Linked DNA regions of Hordeum vulgare: region 2 is linked to region 1. Evidence: chromatin contacts called from public Hi-C data. All regions are on one chromosome and are shown on one strand. Each heading gives the region's core, a stretch centred on a gene start, on an enhancer-like site or on the middle of the called end of the contact. The rest is flanking DNA. Distances are from core to core; before and after follow the strand shown.

What was found. A called contact is a pair of places that touch in the nucleus more often than the background predicts.
Region 2: a Hi-C map of seedling shows a contact between it and region 1, with 7 times the contacts expected there. The contact joins the promoter of LOC123425364 here to the promoter of LOC123425359 in region 1. A contact is called at or near these places in 4 of 6 Hi-C or Micro-C datasets (leaf and seedling) and 1 of 1 datasets of contacts at active chromatin or transcription factors (embryo).

What each region holds. Positions count from the first base shown.
Region 1 is chr2H:104,054,187-104,058,845 of MorexV3_pseudomolecules_assembly, forward strand. It overlaps LOC123425359, which reads right to left and starts at 3,197. Exons shown (of 4, transcript XM_045109048.1): 1 at 2,769-3,197; 2 at 2,587-2,667; 3 at 691-866; 4 at 111-553. The coding sequence starts at 3,063. The coding sequence ends at 359.
Region 2 is chr2H:104,493,476-104,498,652 of MorexV3_pseudomolecules_assembly, forward strand. It overlaps LOC123425364 (acidic leucine-rich nuclear phosphoprotein 32-related protein 1), which reads right to left and starts at 2,805. Exons shown (of 2, transcript XM_045109051.1): 1 at 1,568-2,805; 2 at 1-382. The coding sequence starts at 2,746. The coding sequence ends at 116.

The DNA.
Region 1 (4,659 bases), core at 1,947-4,446:
TACTTCAACGTTCATCAGCAAACTCTAGCTTCTGCCACAAAAATATTTCACTGGCAATAGGGTAGAGATGTTGAATCTGAACAATGTTGCACGTGCCAGAAGGTGAAATCTAGGAATAAATCGCCTGCATATCAGATACTAGCAAATGGAAATTCAGTATGCCTCCCTCAATAAGGAAGGCCTGTGAGTACAAAAGAAAAAGAGTTCTGGCCTCAAATATCTCAAAATGCTGAGCAGAACTCGGGTTTAAAGGGGAGCTTTTAGCAACACAACATCAATTTACAGACCCAATGGTAGACAATTTACAATCTGGGCAAAAAGGAGTTATGAGGTGGAAGTGGAAAATGGCTCTTCAGGTTTAAAGGGAGGCACTCATCCTCAGCACCATTTCAAGCCTCTCGGCCTTGCGGTAGTCATTCTCAGTAAGGGTTCCAACAGGAAAAGGCGTAATCTCCAGAACTAGGTGAGGGCCAGGGAGCTCATCAAACAAAGCTCTTACATTGTAGCAGCATACGCTCTCTCCATGCGCACTCTCCCTCCTGATTTGACAACCCTGATTGAAAGTTGAGACATTCAGTTAACAGAGCACGGATTTTAGAAGAATAACAAGATAACATCTCAGTTTGTGAGATGCGAAGCAGACAAAACAGCTAGAGAAATGTATTTCTCCTGGCTGAAGAATGAAATCACCTTGTGAGTGGAAGCATCCACAAAATTGTCATCTTCAGATAGAACCAAAGCAATTTCTTTAAGAATTCGGCGACCTTCTTCCTTCGAAGGAACTCGGTACATCCTCTTGAGTGTGCCTTTGGTCGTGGGTTTCCATTTGCTGACGAGCTTCCATTTATCCTGGCCTTCTTTGTCACCTGAATAACAAGAGCATGCATCAGCTTCATGTATGAAACCATATATAATGGGCAATGAACTAGAATTACACATCTTCTACAATATTTTCAAGATTCTTGTCCCCATAAAGGCATCAAAGACACATATCTACTGTACTGGATCCAACATTCTGGTGTTCACCAAAATCATGATGCTTCCTTGTGAATCACTTGTCAAACCATTTGGGTATGCGTTGTCTCCTGCGTCCTCGATACAGAAACAACGGAATACTCCCTCTGTAAACTAATACTATAAGATGTTTTAGATCTGATCTAAATCATCTTATACTCCCTCCGACCCAAAATTCTTGTCTTAGATTTGTCTAGATATGAATGTATCTAGTCATGTTATAGTATTTTGATACATCCATTTCTAGACAAACCTAAGACAAGAATTTTGGGACGGAGGGAGTATTAGATTACAGATGGAGTAGCATTTAACACATGAAGCCTGAAAGGTTAACCATGTTACCAGTAGGCTGTATTATATCAAGAAAAAGAAACAGGTTGATCCCCGTAAGGTGAGGTTCGACACCAAAAATGGGTTCTTAGGTCCTTTCGATAGTTAAATGTGTATCACAAAAAAGAAGCAAAGAAATTGGAATCATAATTACTACAGTTTTGGAAAAGTATTTATACAGAGATATAAGCACTGGAATTTAGATATGTCAACGTGAAGAAGAAAAACAAGCGATTGTCAGTATCCTCCATACCATACACACAAGAGATACTAAGAAAAATATAGTGACAAAACTGAGAAGTACTAAAAAACAGAGCCAAGAAAACTATCAAGACCACAAATCCTCCATGTAGTACTCTTCCCAGTTTGAGAGTTCCTTGCACAGTACTCCCTCTGTCCGGATAGACAAGGCATACTTGACTTACCAATTATAGCTTTGACTGTAACTTTGTTTCAACTTTTAACGATGTTTTATCAATAGTTACAAAATCACAATCATAAGAAAGATACTTCTGGCGAAGCTTAACAAAGGTCGACTACTACCCGCGAGAGAAGTCATCTACTGATGTTGTCAGCGGGGTCACTCGTCCATCCATGCATGAATAGCGGTATCCCCCATCTTTAATTGTTGGTCAAAGCTTGAATTTGACAACCAAAATACGCCTTAGAGCCACACATCTAAGTAATACAAACAATCCACAAACAGGTGAACATTCTGATTCTCATGTCAAAAGCAAACAAACCCTGACGAGCATGTTTCTGTTCCATGATAGTAGCAATCTCCTATCGTGAGGCATTCTGATTCTCCTGTCAACAGCAAACAAACCCTGACGAACATGAGGCATGGCAGAGTTGCAAGTTCGTCGCCTTTTTCTACCTATATCCCAAACAAAATTTCCCCACAATCCCCTCATGTCATAACCCTTAGAGTAGGAGCACCCACACACAAAATGCTTCCACCTTTTCAGCCCCAGTTTGACCAAACCTCATCCAGAGATGAAAAGCTGTTTATCACCATGTGCTTTGATCCGTGGTAGCGAGCAGAAAGCTCACTCCAACAGATTCTAGATAGAATATATCCTTCCTTATCCACAATCCACCCCAGACCCACTAGCCAGGATACCAAACTGTACCGTTCGCAGCTCACAGTATTCACATTCCACTCCACTAAACGCAGCATGAGCAGCGGTGCACAAAAGATCATATCATCGTCGATAACATTTGAATCCACACCACGGATACCTGGTGCGCCGCCGCGGAGCTTGTCGGCCCACTTGGAGAACCCTAGGTCGCTGTCCCCGGCGCCGTCCTCGCCCCGAATCTCTGCAACACCACACCAAGATCAAAAAACCCATTTCCCTTTCCGAACCGAACCGCACGAATCATCCCATCATTCGCGGGGCGCGCGCGCGAGATGCTATTACCGTGGGAGAGGAAGGGGCTGCGCGGGGATCCCGCGAGCCCGATGTGGATGAGCGCGTAGTAGACGCAGAGGCGGCCGGCCCAGAGCAGCACGGGCCCCTCGAGCAGCGAGGCCGCGATGGGGCCCACGGCGCCGGCGGAGAAGGCGCCGGCCGCCGCGGCGGCGCGCCTGTGCGGGCGGGCGACGGAGGGGGGCAGGAAGGGGGTCTTGGACGCGGCCGCCAGCGGCCCGCGGAGGGCGAGCGGGCTGGGCGCCGCGGCGGCGGCGGCGGGCGCGTGGAGGAGGTAGGCGAGCATGGCGATTGGCAGAGATTCGTTGGCTAACTGTAAACGGTGGTGCGCGCGCGTCGGTTCACTCCGTTCTGTGCTTCACTCCTCCAGGTTTACGACCTTCGTCAGTGCTGCTGCGTGGCACAGACTACAGAAGGAAAAAGGAGAAGCGAGAAAAAAAATTAGATTGGTCCATAGAAACATTAGCTCTTTTATTACTAAAAATCAGAAGAAAAAAATGCTCGATATATTACACGCTAATTTTTGAACTATCGTCCAAATGCAACATCTAACCAGCCATGCGGATAGAGTTGTCGTGTTCCGGTTTGGATAAGAGCTGTGTATCACAAGTGTGTGTGTGACATGTGTCGCTGGATTTTTACGAGGCGGGCCTAGGAAGATTCATCGTGCGTGGTGCACGGTTTCTTGCTTTTCTTGTCCATGGAGTGAACCCATGTCAGGTAACATCTCAAACTATCCGAAATCACTTTCAATCGAGGTTTATTATCACTGGATTTGGTAACTTGGTATGTTTAAATCATTTCTCGTTCTTGGTCTTCAGATTGCTGGACTTGCGTGTATGTATATTCAGTTTTAACTCCTCGGACATTGGAAGGAAGGAAACTGTTTTTCAGGAACGATTACTACTAAAATATCTAGCGCTACGCGGCGAGTCAGGGCTATGCATGTCAGCATGTGGTGGCTTCAGATAATGGCGAAATGCTGAAGGGGACGGAGTGCGACCGGAAGGACTTTGGGATAGGTACACTGTATCAATACAGCTTTCGGGTGACAAACGGCGATGCTCTACTGGCTGCTTCCTTGCCGTGGAGAAATACGGGTTTTTGGATTGTTCGTCACGAACCTTCCGGCAGAAACCAGGGCGGTCTGGCCCATAGAGGCCCAGCCAACCACAATTTGCCCTTTTTTCATTTGGAAATGCTAAAGAATCTGACATAAGATTTCTTTAGTCATGGAAAATCAAGTGTTTCTCCATCGCAAAAATAAACAAATGTATTTAAGGACAAATTATGTTATCGTGAGGGTGGCAAATTATTTTTATGTTTAGGCCCTGTTTGGTAGCTCTGTATCTTTTAAGTATTCTGAAAATACTACACTTTCTAGGATTATTACAGTTTTAATTATTTTTTTGCATGGTAACTCGTGTCTTATTTACTCCCTCCGTTCCTAAATATAAGTCTTTTAAGCGATTTTATTAGATGTCTACATACGGAGCAAAATGATTGAATGTACATTCTAAAGTATGTCTATATACATCTGTATGTACTCCACTAGTGAAATCTCTACAAAGACTTATATTTAGGAACGAAGGGAGTATATCATAAAGATCAAATTACAAATCATGTAAAAACCGACATGATGAAACTAAGAAGATATCAAAACATCGTTGAGCTTGACACCAACGTTTGTCGCTTGTCCGTGACACCACCACAACAACCACCAAAGAAAATAAGGACGGATCACTTTTTTACCCGAACTCGATGAGGCTCCATCGTTGATATACAACTTTGAGGACCTTCAAAGTGACTTATCAAAGATGAAACCATTGCCGTTGAACGAATCAGACTGGGGCAACACACTGAACACGCCATCGAACTTCAG
Region 2 (5,177 bases), core at 1,555-4,054, 440 kb after region 1:
AACGGCTAAGGAAAACAGGGGGAAACCCACCATTTCTGTTTTGCTGCTGCTGCTCCTGATTACTTCTTTCTACCTGAGAAGAAGGGGCGAGGAAGGGGATGAATCATGTACAATGTCACTGGCGCTTGGACGGCCTCGGGTCTTCAGTATCATCATCCTCATCGTCGCTGCCGCTGCCTGATGGGTCATCATCCCTCTTCCGCTTGGTGCCCTGCGAGGACGACGGCTGGTCTGTGCCACCCTCGTCGTCATCATCATCATCGACCTCGTCTCTGTCTTCATCAACATCATCAGGGTCAGCGATATCAAAGTCCCCTGGACTTACAACGGCCATGGGTTGTGGTGTCACAATTGGTTGAACAAGATATTCTGTGTCTTCATCCTGAGCAAATGAAAAACCAACAGGCTTAAACAATGCTTAAGTTCATGACATGCTTAAGGTAACTAATCTTCTAGCACACAAAATCAGTTAATTGGCAACTAAATCAACAGGATAACCAGAACAAAACAAATAAATAATATGTTGAGATATAAATCTGAAGATAAAGCATAACTTAACTTAAGTAGTAAAAGAAACAAATTAGCATATAACCTATGCAAAAGAGTGCATGATTAAAAAACATATGCAAAAGAGTAATAAACAAATAATTGTCATTACCAAAGCTATTTTGCAAGGAAAATTTGTAGAAGAAACAAATATGAGGGGAGTTCCATCTTGCTACAACATGCATCAGGTGATACAACAGTCTAAGCCCACAAATCAATACATGATGTACTAGAAGCACTAAGATGTTAAGAACTAAGGAAGATATGATGTACAAGTAGATGGATATGATATAAGGTCAAACATAGGGAACGGCATGCATAACTGATATATCCAAATCTTCGATTATTCCCAAATTGTAACAAATACTCCCTCCATAAACTAATATCAGAGCATTTAAAACACTATTTTAGTAAAATAAACATCAGTTCACAGAGGAAGTATATTAGAAGCACAAACTAGAAAGTCACTAATTTTAACATTCAAATATGTAAAGTTTTAGGGTCAACAACCTGAGGAACTAAATCTATTTCCAAAAATATCAAGAAATAAGAATCCCCGAGCTTCTAAATACAAGATCTGCCATAATCATTTTGGCACACTCCTGATCATTTTGAGGGTGGAGAGCAATATACTGGGAGCATGATTGCCTTAAATCTCCATATGAGCAAATTTCGTTAAATTTACTTTTCCACAATATACTTTATACCCAAGGTGTTCACCTAACCAACCACAAAAAGAAACGAGATTTCAAGTGTGGATCTGACATATGAAGTACTCTACTTTGGTAGTATGCGTTGCCCGCGTAATCAGGAAAATTAACAAGCACACATAACTAATGCATGAACTGGTAAATCTCCTAACTGAAAAACTAGCCACAGTTCAAATATACCTGCAGTATAGTAGGGTGGTCAATAGTTATCTTGCTAAACAATATGACTAGAACAATCACCCACAAACTGAACATGCAGAAATTGCAATAAGGTAAAGCACTTCAAAGGCTAGCAAGAAATTGTATTATACCTCATCATCAGCATCGTCATCATCGTTGCCATCCTCATAAACCCTACTATCCTCCAATCTTTCCTCATCTTCCTCTCCAATCTCACCATTCTCATCCTCATCGTCACCTTCACCTTGTTCATGTCCATCAATCTCTTCTCCAACACCCCCCACCGCCACAGCAACCCTCCCACTACTCTCTGGCTCAGCCTCCTCACCATCATCCTCAACCTCCTCTTCCTCATCATCATCGTCCTCATCGATGCCATCCTCCTCATCATCACTACTGGGCACATCAAGTACCTCAACAACAGTGTCATCTTCATCAACCTCCTCATCGATCTCCTCTCCCAAATCATCCTCCTCCTCATACTCTTCCTCTGCATCATCGTCGTCATCCTCCACGTCTTCATCATCCTCGTCAGGGGCTACCCCAACCGCTGCGACCCTGAACCCGTTGGCCCTGTGGTGGTGCTCGGCTTCCCCATTGGGCACGACCTCGTCGGCCTCGCTCTCGTCCTCATCCACATGGATCACCCCATTCACCTCCACCGGGCGCGGTGCCACGCTACCTCGCGAGTGGGTGACGCCCCCGTTTGCCACCTCGCCGCTTCCAGGATCCTCGTCATCGTCGTCCTCATCATCATCTTCCTCCTCGGCATCGCCTTCGCCTTCGCCGTCCGCATCGTCGTCGTCGTCGTCCGACTCCGGGCGCTCGTTCTCGTCGGCGTCCATCTTGTCGAGGTACTTGAGAGTCCGGATCAACCCGAACACTCTGGATCTGTAGTCCTTGACCCGCGTGACGGGGCACTCGTAGAGGTCGAGCGAGACGAGGCGGAGGCGGGCGAGCGGCGCAAGGTCGTCCACATCTTGGATGCGATTGTTGCTGAGGTCGAGGTCGCGCAGCGAGGCGAGACCCGCCTCGACGAGGTGCTCGAGGCCGCCGGCGATGCGGTTGTCGGAGAGCGTCAGGCGCGTGAGGTTCCGCAGGCGGGGGAACCCCGCGAGCGACGCGACCCCGACGCCGGCGATCGAGAGGTGCTCCAGGCTCTGGTGGCGCTCCAGTATCTCCGCCGCCGGCAAGCGCCCGTGCATGCACTTGACGGCGCCGTCGAGGGTCAGGCTCCTCGCCGGCGACGAGCTCCCCTCGCCGGCGGTGTGCAGCGCCGCCTCCACCGCCCTCTCCCACGCCTCGTCCATCTCTCTATCTCTCCCCTCGCCTCCCCGAAATCAAATAAATAAAAAAATCGGGGGCGTTTTGGTTGGGGAGGCTATTTGAAATACAGTGATTTATACGTGGGAGGGGTGTTTACCTCGCCATTGGAGGAAGAAGGGGGCGGCTCACGCGTCGCGCTGTGGACTCGGCGTAGGGACGGCGGGTGCGGCTTATATGAGCGGCCAATGGGGGCGCTTGGATCGCGCGGCGCGGATCGCTGACGTGGCGTCATCCCAGGGGCGTGTGCTTCCTTTGAGAGGAGCGGGGGAGCGGAGAGGCGTGGTGGGCTTGGCTGATGCCGAGAGCATCTTTTTCTGGTTTTCCAAAATCGTTTTCTCTTAAGGGCGAGATATTACTGCTTAATTATGCACGCGGTGCCGTGTGGCTACGCTTGGTTGTATGTGGGTAGGTCGCTGACAGATTGGGAATAGGGATGTGGGTCCGGGTTTGAAGTCGATAGGTGTTATTGTGTTTTGCGTGAGCGGGTACGGGCCGTCTGATTGAGAGGTGGCGGATGCGGGCCGTCGGATCGGTGGGAGTTTTCGTGGTGCCTACCCTTCCCGATTGCAGAGGACAGTGCACGCTGGCATTGGGGTCGGAGGCGACTCGGGTTGGCACGCGTTTGATTTACACCAGGGTTTGGCTTATATTAAGACTTAATTAACACGTTTTAATTAAGGGGGCTGCTACGCATCCATCGATAGATATTTACTAAACATCCGTCACCTGGACAGCCGTTCGATCTCGCGCGTAATCTGTTCCTGGACTTAATTCCTGAAACGACGCTCCAGTTGCAGAAAAATCGTTTTATTGCAAAAAATAAACTTTGGACACATTAATTCCTGAAACAACGGTCGAGTTTCAGAAACAATTGCTTGTTTCAGGAAAAAAATCTTCGTCTTTCTGCAAACATAGGTATTGTTGCGGAAAAAAAAATTGCAACAAAGGTCATGTTTCACAAAACTTTTGCAGCAGGCTGGGATGCGGCGGCGCTACGGGCGGCGAGGCGGCCGCCCCTTGGTTGCGGGAGCTCGTCAGCGTGGCCGAGAGGGGCTGCGGCGGAGCCGCGAGCGGGCTGAGATGCGGCGGCGTGGGGCGACGGGCGGCTGCCCCCTGGCCGCGTGAGGCGAGGCGGCTGCCCCCTGGTCGCGGGAGCTCGCCGACGGGTCGGGAGCAGGGCGGGGAAGGCCATGGCAACGGCGGCAGCTTCGGCGAGGCTGAGCGGCAACAGGTAGGCGGCGGGCGAAGTCGACAGGGCCAAGGCGGAGGCGCGGGGTGGAAATGTGAGGAGCTCAGCTTCATGACCGTTTCCTAAAACAACGATCCAGTTTCAGAAAACGGTTCGAGATTAGAGTGAGATCCAACGGGCAAGCGGACGGCGGATGGATCGCGGGGATCAGCCGGTGGAAGGTAATCTTTTCCCCTTAATTAAGGGTTAAATCTCCACTTACCAAAGCGTCATACAAAGAGATGCAACTCTTGTAACCGTCGTGTCCCTTCGGATGCGTCCCTTCGAAAACTATAAATATGTAATATTTCATCATTAATAGACAGATTTTTGATCTCAAATACGTTATCACCACGTAATCTCTACCGCGAGAGAGACACGAAAGGGCGAGACGGCGGTTCCTCACAGCGTCGGGAGAGAAGTTCTTCTGCACCGTGCTCGCGCCCGGCCGCCGCCCACGTCGCACACGTCCGCCAGGTTGTGGTTGCACCCGGCCGCGCTCACCCGCGCTAAGTAGTGGCCGACCGCGCCCGCCCACGCCCGCGCCAGACCGTGGCTGCGCTCGTCCTCGCTGTCGGCGTCGCGTCGTGGCCTCGCCGCTGACTCCCGCGCCTGGCCGGGCAGCGCCACACCTTGGTCACGCAGGATCGCGCCCGCGACCGCGGCCACCCGGCCTTCTCGGTGGTTCCTCCTTAGAGGAAGACGAGGGAGCGCGTGGTCCCTCCCTTTGTAGCCGGTGAAGCACCTGCCTTAACGGGGGATCTGCTGAGCTAGGGTCGGGATGGAGCAGCGGCTCTTCGAGCACTAGTAGAAGCACAGGAAGGAAGAAGGCTTCCTCTCATCTCATGACTATGGCGGACACCGCTTGCATGCTCGTGAGAAGGGGATCGAGCCAGTGGGGAATTTTCTTCCTTGACTACTCTCCGACGTACACCTTATCCATCGGGTGGTTGGGCCACCAATGGACTGGCTAATTGCGGTATTTAAAGTTAATTATTGTATTCATGTTGAGTACTCTTTTGTATTCAAGAATAAACTATGGTTGTCGATGGCGTTGGATGCGGCCACCGCACTGCGCCCCACGCTTGTGGGGTCGGCCCCTCCCTGCATTGTGCCCTCCGCGCGACAGTTGCTCGCGCCACGCCCACATCTATGTGCCCAGACGCCTTCTTGTGTCGCGCCCCGCC